2 separate regions of the Sus scrofa genome follow, and region 1 is linked to region 2. The links are chromatin contacts, called in public HiChIP or PLAC-seq maps. All regions are on one chromosome and are shown on one strand. Each heading gives the region's core, a stretch centred on a gene start, on an enhancer-like site or on the middle of the called end of the contact. The rest is flanking DNA. Distances are from core to core; before and after follow the strand shown.

The links. HiChIP or PLAC-seq counts read pairs in DNA pulled down with a chosen protein or histone mark.
Region 1: a contact with region 2 is called in an H3K27ac HiChIP or PLAC-seq map of alveolar macrophages. The contact joins two enhancer-like sites. A contact is called at or near these places in 2 of 47 Hi-C or Micro-C datasets (embryonic fibroblasts and liver) and 1 of 2 datasets of contacts at active chromatin or transcription factors (alveolar macrophages).

The regions. Positions count from the first base shown.
Region 1 is chr12:12,048,983-12,052,555 of Sscrofa11.1, forward strand. All of the region lies in intron 9 of RGS9 (regulator of G-protein signaling 9), which reads left to right. Among named protein-coding and RNA genes, the nearest start is that of RGS9, 35 kb to the left of the region's middle. Within about 2 kb of position 2,104, at least 31 of the 83 cell types and tissues checked have an H3K27ac peak or open chromatin away from gene starts, as enhancers often do. A contact at or near this core is called in alveolar macrophages, where this site is marked.
Region 2 is chr12:11,730,249-11,733,573 of Sscrofa11.1, forward strand. All of the region lies in intron 4 of WIPI1 (WD repeat domain, phosphoinositide interacting 1), which reads left to right. Among named protein-coding and RNA genes, the nearest start is that of WIPI1, 17 kb to the left of the region's middle. Within about 2 kb of position 1,978, at least 9 of the 83 cell types and tissues checked have an H3K27ac peak or open chromatin away from gene starts, as enhancers often do. A contact at or near this core is called in alveolar macrophages, where this site is marked.

The DNA of each region.
Region 1 (3,573 bases), core at 854-3,353, 320 kb after region 2:
CAGGGTCCCTCCCAGAGAGCGCGTCCCAGTTCCCCCAGGCCCGCGGGGACACCCAGCACCCACTGTCCCCACCTTCCCTTTATTTCATAGAGAATTTGGCTTCAGGTGAGGAGACGGGGTGGGTGGCCAGGCCCCAGCCTGGCTGTGGACAGCGGTGCCCAGGGCTGGCCCTCCATCCCCGACTGGGACAGGGTGACGAGGGTCATTTTGTGGTGCGGGCCAGTGCCGCGTGCAGGAGTGAGCTTCGACCTCAGGGTTATCCCAGCTCCGCTGCTCCCTGGCTGGGTGGTCCTGGACAAGCTCGTGTGCCGTTCAAAGCCTCGGCTTCCACATCTATAACATGGGAATAACAGCAGTTCCTTCAGGGGTCTTTCATGTGAAGCATCTAGAATGGTATCTGGTGTGTAGACACGCCACAGTCAGCATCCTTGTTATAACTGTCACCATGCTGCCAGAGAGAGGCTTTATGGGGCTCCATAGCCCCTAGACCCTGTTTTGGGGAGCCGTACTCAGCCAGTTTCCTCCGTCCTTATACCCGCTCGTACGTCTGCCCTGGTTGGAGGCAGAGAGAGGAAGGTACACAGGGATTTCAACCTCCCTGCCTGGTCCATCACCAGCTGGTGAGAACAGCGCTGTTTACTCTGGTGGCCGGTGAAAGGTAGAAATATGGCTTAAGCACCGTGCTTGGCAGAGCCCTCAGCCTGGAGCCTTCTGTGAGTGACAGCCCCACTCCCACCAACTGGGCACAAACAGCGTTCTTCCTGTGGCTCCTTTGTGACCAGTCGTGGCTGGAGTTGGGGTGGCGCTCAGAGGGTGGCCTGTGGACAATGCCCCGAGGGTCAGGGCTCGAGGAAGACCCACAGCAGCAGTGTTGTCAGCGTCTCTGTTTCGTAGCTGAGGAGGCAGGTGGAAGGTGTAGGCAGCTCCTCCAGGACACACGTCTCGGGACTGGGAAAGCCAGGTTTGAACCTCAGCTGCAGGTGCCTGAGCCCGCTCCGTACCCCACTTGTGTGTCCTAATGTCCCTGATTCGGCCTCTGGAAACTGTTGGATGTCACTCAGTTCTCACGGCAGCTTGATAAGAGAAGGCATATCGGTTCCATTTAAAATTTTTATTTGTGTATTTATTTATTTATTCATTCATTCATTCCCAGGCTAGGGGTCGACTCGGAGCTGTAGCCACTGGCCTATACCGTAGCTCATGGTAACGCCGGATCCTTAACCCATTGATCAAGGCCAGGGATCGAACCTGCATCCTCATGGATACTAGTCAGGTTCTTAACTCACTGAGCCACAATGGGAACTCCCCAGTTCTGTGTTTCAGGGGACAAAACGGAAACAGAGAGAGGGAGCCGATGGCCCGGGCTGGGCTGGCCAGGGGTCCCTTAGCTTCTCCTTTACACACCTCCCCTCCCAGACCGCGTCCTCGGCTCTTGCACTCCGTGCTCGTGCTCGATTTCCTGGCAGGGGACATGTCCTCACATGCCCAGCAGGCCCCACACATGGCGTTATGTCTTTGTTGTCCTAAAAAAAACCCTGACTACGGCTTTTGGGACCCGCAGCCCTGCATTTTCAAGTTGCCCTGAGCTCTGGAAGCCGTGGGGTCAGTCCCACCTCCACCTGATCAGGAAGGAGGACGTGGCAGGACAGAGACTTACTTTGATGACCACAGCCCGGAATTCTTGTCTCCGTGGACAGCCGCCCCCCCCCCCCCCCCCCCCGCCGCCACACAACCCCCGCTTTTCCTGTCAGCTCTCTGCACTGACCACTCAGCACGCAATTTCCGGGTCTCTGGCTTTTGACCCCCTCTCTGCTCCCAGCCCCAGTTCCTCGTGGTCCTCCCCGCCTTGCCTTTCACCCTGGGGCTGGCCCGGCCCTTGCCTGCGCATCCGCAGAGGTTCCTGGCCACCCGTTCTCAGGGCCCCTCCTTGCTCCTCTCCTGGGCTCCCGCGCTCCTGTCCGTAGTAACCCCTGGGGTCTCACAGGGCACAGCCCTGACCCCCTCGTGCCCTGTAACAATTGCCTGCAGCCTGCATCCGGGGCTCAGGGCTGGCCAGCTGGTCACCACAGAGCTGTGCAAACAAGCGCTGGATGTGTCCCTATTTGGGCAACGCTGCAAGTGAAAAATAATAAGTTAGAATCCCAGGAATGCAGAGTATTTGAAGATCCCTTAGGGAGAGTGCTCCTTCTGCAGCAAAGTGTGTCACTGGGGCGAAGGACAAGGAAGTGACTTTCCTCCAGGAGCGCCAAGCGCTGAGAAAGTTGGGGCTTGTGCGTGAAAGCTAGGGCGAAAGGAAGGTTTCTTTCTCATTTCAGCATTCCTCGAGTTGCTTAGAAATGTGCGTGGGCATGTTTTTAGTAACTTTGCTTTACTGTTTCTTAGGGCTTTTGGCTGAGTAATAAGATTATCAAGAGTCGGTCTGTGAGATCTAACAAATACAATACAGGGTGCCCTGTTAAATTTAAATTTCAGATAACAGGGAATCAATCTTGTTGGTATGAATATGTCCCCAGTGTTGCACAGGCATCCTGTATTTTTTCTTGCAACTGGGCTGAAGCATCTTCTCAGCAGCATATGAACCTTCATCCATAGCCAGGGTGCACTGGGTCCCTGCTCTATGCCAGTCTTTTAGGTCCTGTTATGTCACTCAGTCCCCCCATTTTCTATTTCATTTTACAAGTGAGAAAACACAAGCTCTGAGATACTAAATAACTCATCCAAAGTCCTGTGGCCTATAAGTGACAAAACCACAATTTTGACCTTTCTGACCCCAAAATCAGAAAAAAAAAATACTTTTTTTTTTTTTTGGTCACGCCCAGGGCATATGGAAGATCCCTGGCCAGGCCAGGGATAGAATTCAAGCTGCAGCTGCGACTGTGCCACAGCTTTGGTAACTCCGGATCCTTTAACCCACTGAGCAAGGCCGGGGATTTGAACCTACATCTCTGCAGTGACCCGAGCCCCTGCACTCGGGTTCTTAACCCACTGTACCACAGCAGGAACTCCTCAATACTCTTTCCTAAAACTACCCTGACTCCATCACATTCTCTCTCTGTCTTTCAGAAAAGCCCAGAACCCTCTCCCCCACTGCCCAGATACACATACACGCACACTCCTAAAAGGACAGAGACACCCTGTTTGTCAGTCTATGGGAAGCAGGTCTCATGAACAGCCATTTTTAAAGCTAGAAATAAATGCTAAAATCCATGTGGACAATCCAGGATGCTCTAGGGCAAGCTCCTAGACCCAACCCAATCCGCTGCAGCCTGATTCCCAGAAGGCAGCTGATAATTTTGAAAATCAGAAAACCAACTCAGAGCTCTAGAAAGATAATAAAGTCAAGAAGTGAAATAAAACATAAAACGTAAAAAAAACCTGAAGCCTGAGTTCATGGCCCCAGAAATAAACATCTCAGGTCAAAGTCAGACCACACCAGACAGACCTGCAGTGAGTGTGCGGGCGGCTGGTTTGCAAGGACAGCGCCCCGTGGAGCCCAGAGCAGGTGCGACAGACTGAGAGGCTGTTTGTCCGCTTAGGATCCCCCTAGTTGGAGAGCACTGGTCCACAGGAATT
Region 2 (3,325 bases), core at 728-3,227:
CAGGCCACGTGCCCTGCGTGTGTGTAGGGCTGGGACCCGGGAATTGACAGTCGGAAGGAGGAGGTGCTCTTCTTTCTGATCGGGCGGGACCGGCCAGCGGGGTCTGAGCAGAACCCCCGGGAAGGGTGGGCCTGAACTGGACCCTGGGGGCTTTGGGCAGGGGACTTCTTGGGTGGGCACAGGACATTCCAGGCAGGCAGGAAGCTCAAAGCTGCCCGTGACTCTCTGTTTCTTCAAAGAGAGGGCAGTTGGGCACCGCCAGCGGCCTCTCGATGGGGCACCTCCACCCTGAGCGCCCCCCTCTGCCGGCTCAGGCTGGGGACCGTGCTGCCCGCCTACAGGACGGGCCTGTTCCTCCTGCCAAAAGCCCGTCTCTTCTTAATTTTTAGCAAATACCGCTGTTCGTCTTAGCCCAGAAAACTCACTGACTGACTCAATTTTTTGCACTTTAAACAGGGAGGGAAAGGAGATTTGAGCGTGCGGGGCTGTGTGGGGATTCTGTTACAAAGAATTTATACTCTTTCTAAGGGGAATCCTTTTCAACCAAGAACAATTAGAAACAATGGGACATGTTCTCTCTGTCTCAGACAAACCCTCCCGAGTGGGTCTGGGGATAGATTTAGCATTTCCTTCCGAAAGAGGAGGACTTTGGATGTTCTTGGGCGAGAAAGCCCGGGATCTTCTCAAATCCTGACATTTGTAATGAGCCCCTCAACTTCCCCTGAGCAGTTGCTACTTTGGTAAAACGGAGGTGATCACATCCACCCCACAGTTATTACGGGGAGGATTCACTGGGGGCGTGGAGTGTGGGGGTGGGGGTGCCAGGGGCAGGTCTGGGAGCACAGGCAGGCAGTCAGCTCCCTCATCCCTTCCGCCTCCCGCCGGGAGGGCAGGCAGCCCCGAAATGGGTCAAAGTTTCACTGTAGTGACATGGCCGGGGCCCCGCTCCAGAACTGCCAGCAGGATCAGCAGTGAGGTCCTACTGTACAGCACAGGGAACTCTATCCAGTCTCTTGGGATAGAGTATGATGGATGCTAATATGAGAAAAAGAATGTATATAAATGTATAACTGGGTCACTTTGCTGTATAGCAGAAATTAGCACAACACTGTAAATCAACTGTACTGTAATTTTAAAAAAGAAAAAAAGAAAAAAAAAAACTGGCTGCAGCCTCTGAGCGGCCAAAACCATGAAGATAAGATCCTCAGAGGAGTTCCTGTCATGGCGCAGCAGAAATGAATCTGACTGGGAACCAAGAGTTCAATCCCTGGACTCGCTCAGTGGATTAAGGATCCAGCATTGCCGTAAGCTATGGTGTAGATCCTAGCCTCGGCTTGGATCCTGAGTTGCTGTGGCTGTGGTGTAGGCCAGCAGCTGTAGCTCTGAGGACCCCTAGGCTGGGAAGCTCCATATGCCACGGGTATGGCCCTAAAAAAGCAAAAATATATGTGTGTGTGTGTGTGTGTGTGTGTGTGTGTGTGTGTGTCCTCAGAGGCCAGGAGTCTCCTTTATTTGTTCCCATCTTCTCATTTATTTTCTGAACAAAATATATTAGATGGAGGAGTTCCCTTGTGGCTCAGCAGGTTAAGGATTTGGCATTGTCTTTGCAGCGGTGCTGTGCAGCTGCTGTGGTGCAGGTTCAATCCCTGGCCCCGGAAGTTCTGCATGCTGCAGGCACAGCCAAGAAACACACACACACACACACACACACACACACACACACACACACACACACCACACACACCAACAAAAAACCAAACAAACAGAAAAACCCAACCAAACAAATGAAAAAAATAAGATGGAAACTCTGAGTCTTGATCCAATGGTTCCTTCCTGGGTACACAGGAGATGGAGTCACTTATCTGATCGGCTCAGTCTCACAAATTCTCAATGTATTCTGAGTCAGTGAACTACACACCACAATCTACACAGAGTCTGCCATGGCTTCATGCTCAGTACCAAATGCGGCTGTAAATTTCCTTCCTTTTGTCTGTTTGTGTCCTGCCCATTCCTGTTGTGTCAAAGACGGCAGGCTGTTTCCTTTAAAGACTTGGGCCAGTCGGGGCTCGAAGTTAATTTCCTGCTAGCACAGCAGTCTGTGGCCTGAGCAGTTGAGGGAGGAAATCTCCATTAAAAAAAAAAAAAAAAAAAGAAGAAGAAAAAAAAAACATTCTGCCAACTGCAGAACTCAGGGATGCTGTCGTTTGCAGACTTTTAGGGAACACTGAGGAAGCAGTCTATACTGCACAGCAATGTGTGTAATCGAACAGAATTGCTGGGTATTCTCCTGTGGGTGCTCTCTCCGAAAACGTCATGCAGGTGGGGTCAGCATCTCATTTTTAGTAGCATAGAGCATGCATGTGTACAGAGACAATTTCTTTCTATTTCTAAAAATCAGAAAGCATATTCTGAGACCTTAATCAACCCAGAGGGAACCACATTTTATAAATCACTGCTAACTTGCTTAAAGTTTGACATGTAATGCTCTAAATACCAAGGTAAGAATGATTTAGAACCACGGGACTTCCTTCTCATTCCAGCCAACGATGCCGTTGGTTCTTGAATGAAAAGCAGGCATTCCTTTCCCAGCTGCAGAAGAATTCCAGCCAAAACAATTTTGGTAAAATTATAGCTGACTATGATTTATGAAAACGTGTGTCAAGTTGAAAGTCCAAAAGCCACATCAAAACCTAACTCCTTACACTGAAGAAAAAAAAAAAAAAGGCTGGAGGAAAATATACTCAAATATTGAGCATAATGAAAAGCCCCTGGGTTTTAGAATTGCGGGGGAGAATTTTTTTTTCTTTATATTTTCCAGACTCTGCAAAATTTCTACACTACCACTTTTTTTTTTTTTTTTCTTTTTAGGGCCGCACACATGGCATAGGGAAGTTCCCAAGCTGGGAGTTGAATCTGAGCTGCAGCTTCAACCACAATCACAGCAACAGCAGATCCGAGCTGCACCTGTAACCCACACCACAGTTTGCGGCAACACTGAATCCATAGCCCACCGAGCGAGGCCAGGGTTCGAACCTGAATCCTCATCACTTTTATGTCATAAAATAATGTCCAAGAAAAAGTTCACTTCCCTTCCTAAAAAGGGTTTCGTGTGACACTTGTGACAGAAACAGAAGACTAGTAGCACAATAATGTTTAAGTCTGTAGCAAAGCCTTCCTTCTTTCCTAAGGCGCTTCCCAAGAAATAAAGGTGATGGTTGGAGCTGGTTGGATTTGTCTGCGAGCTGGACTATAGGCAGCTAGAGGAGCTCAGATTATGCTTTTCTGGGGCCCTTTGTTCAGTCTGCACGGCTTGGTGTGCAGGACC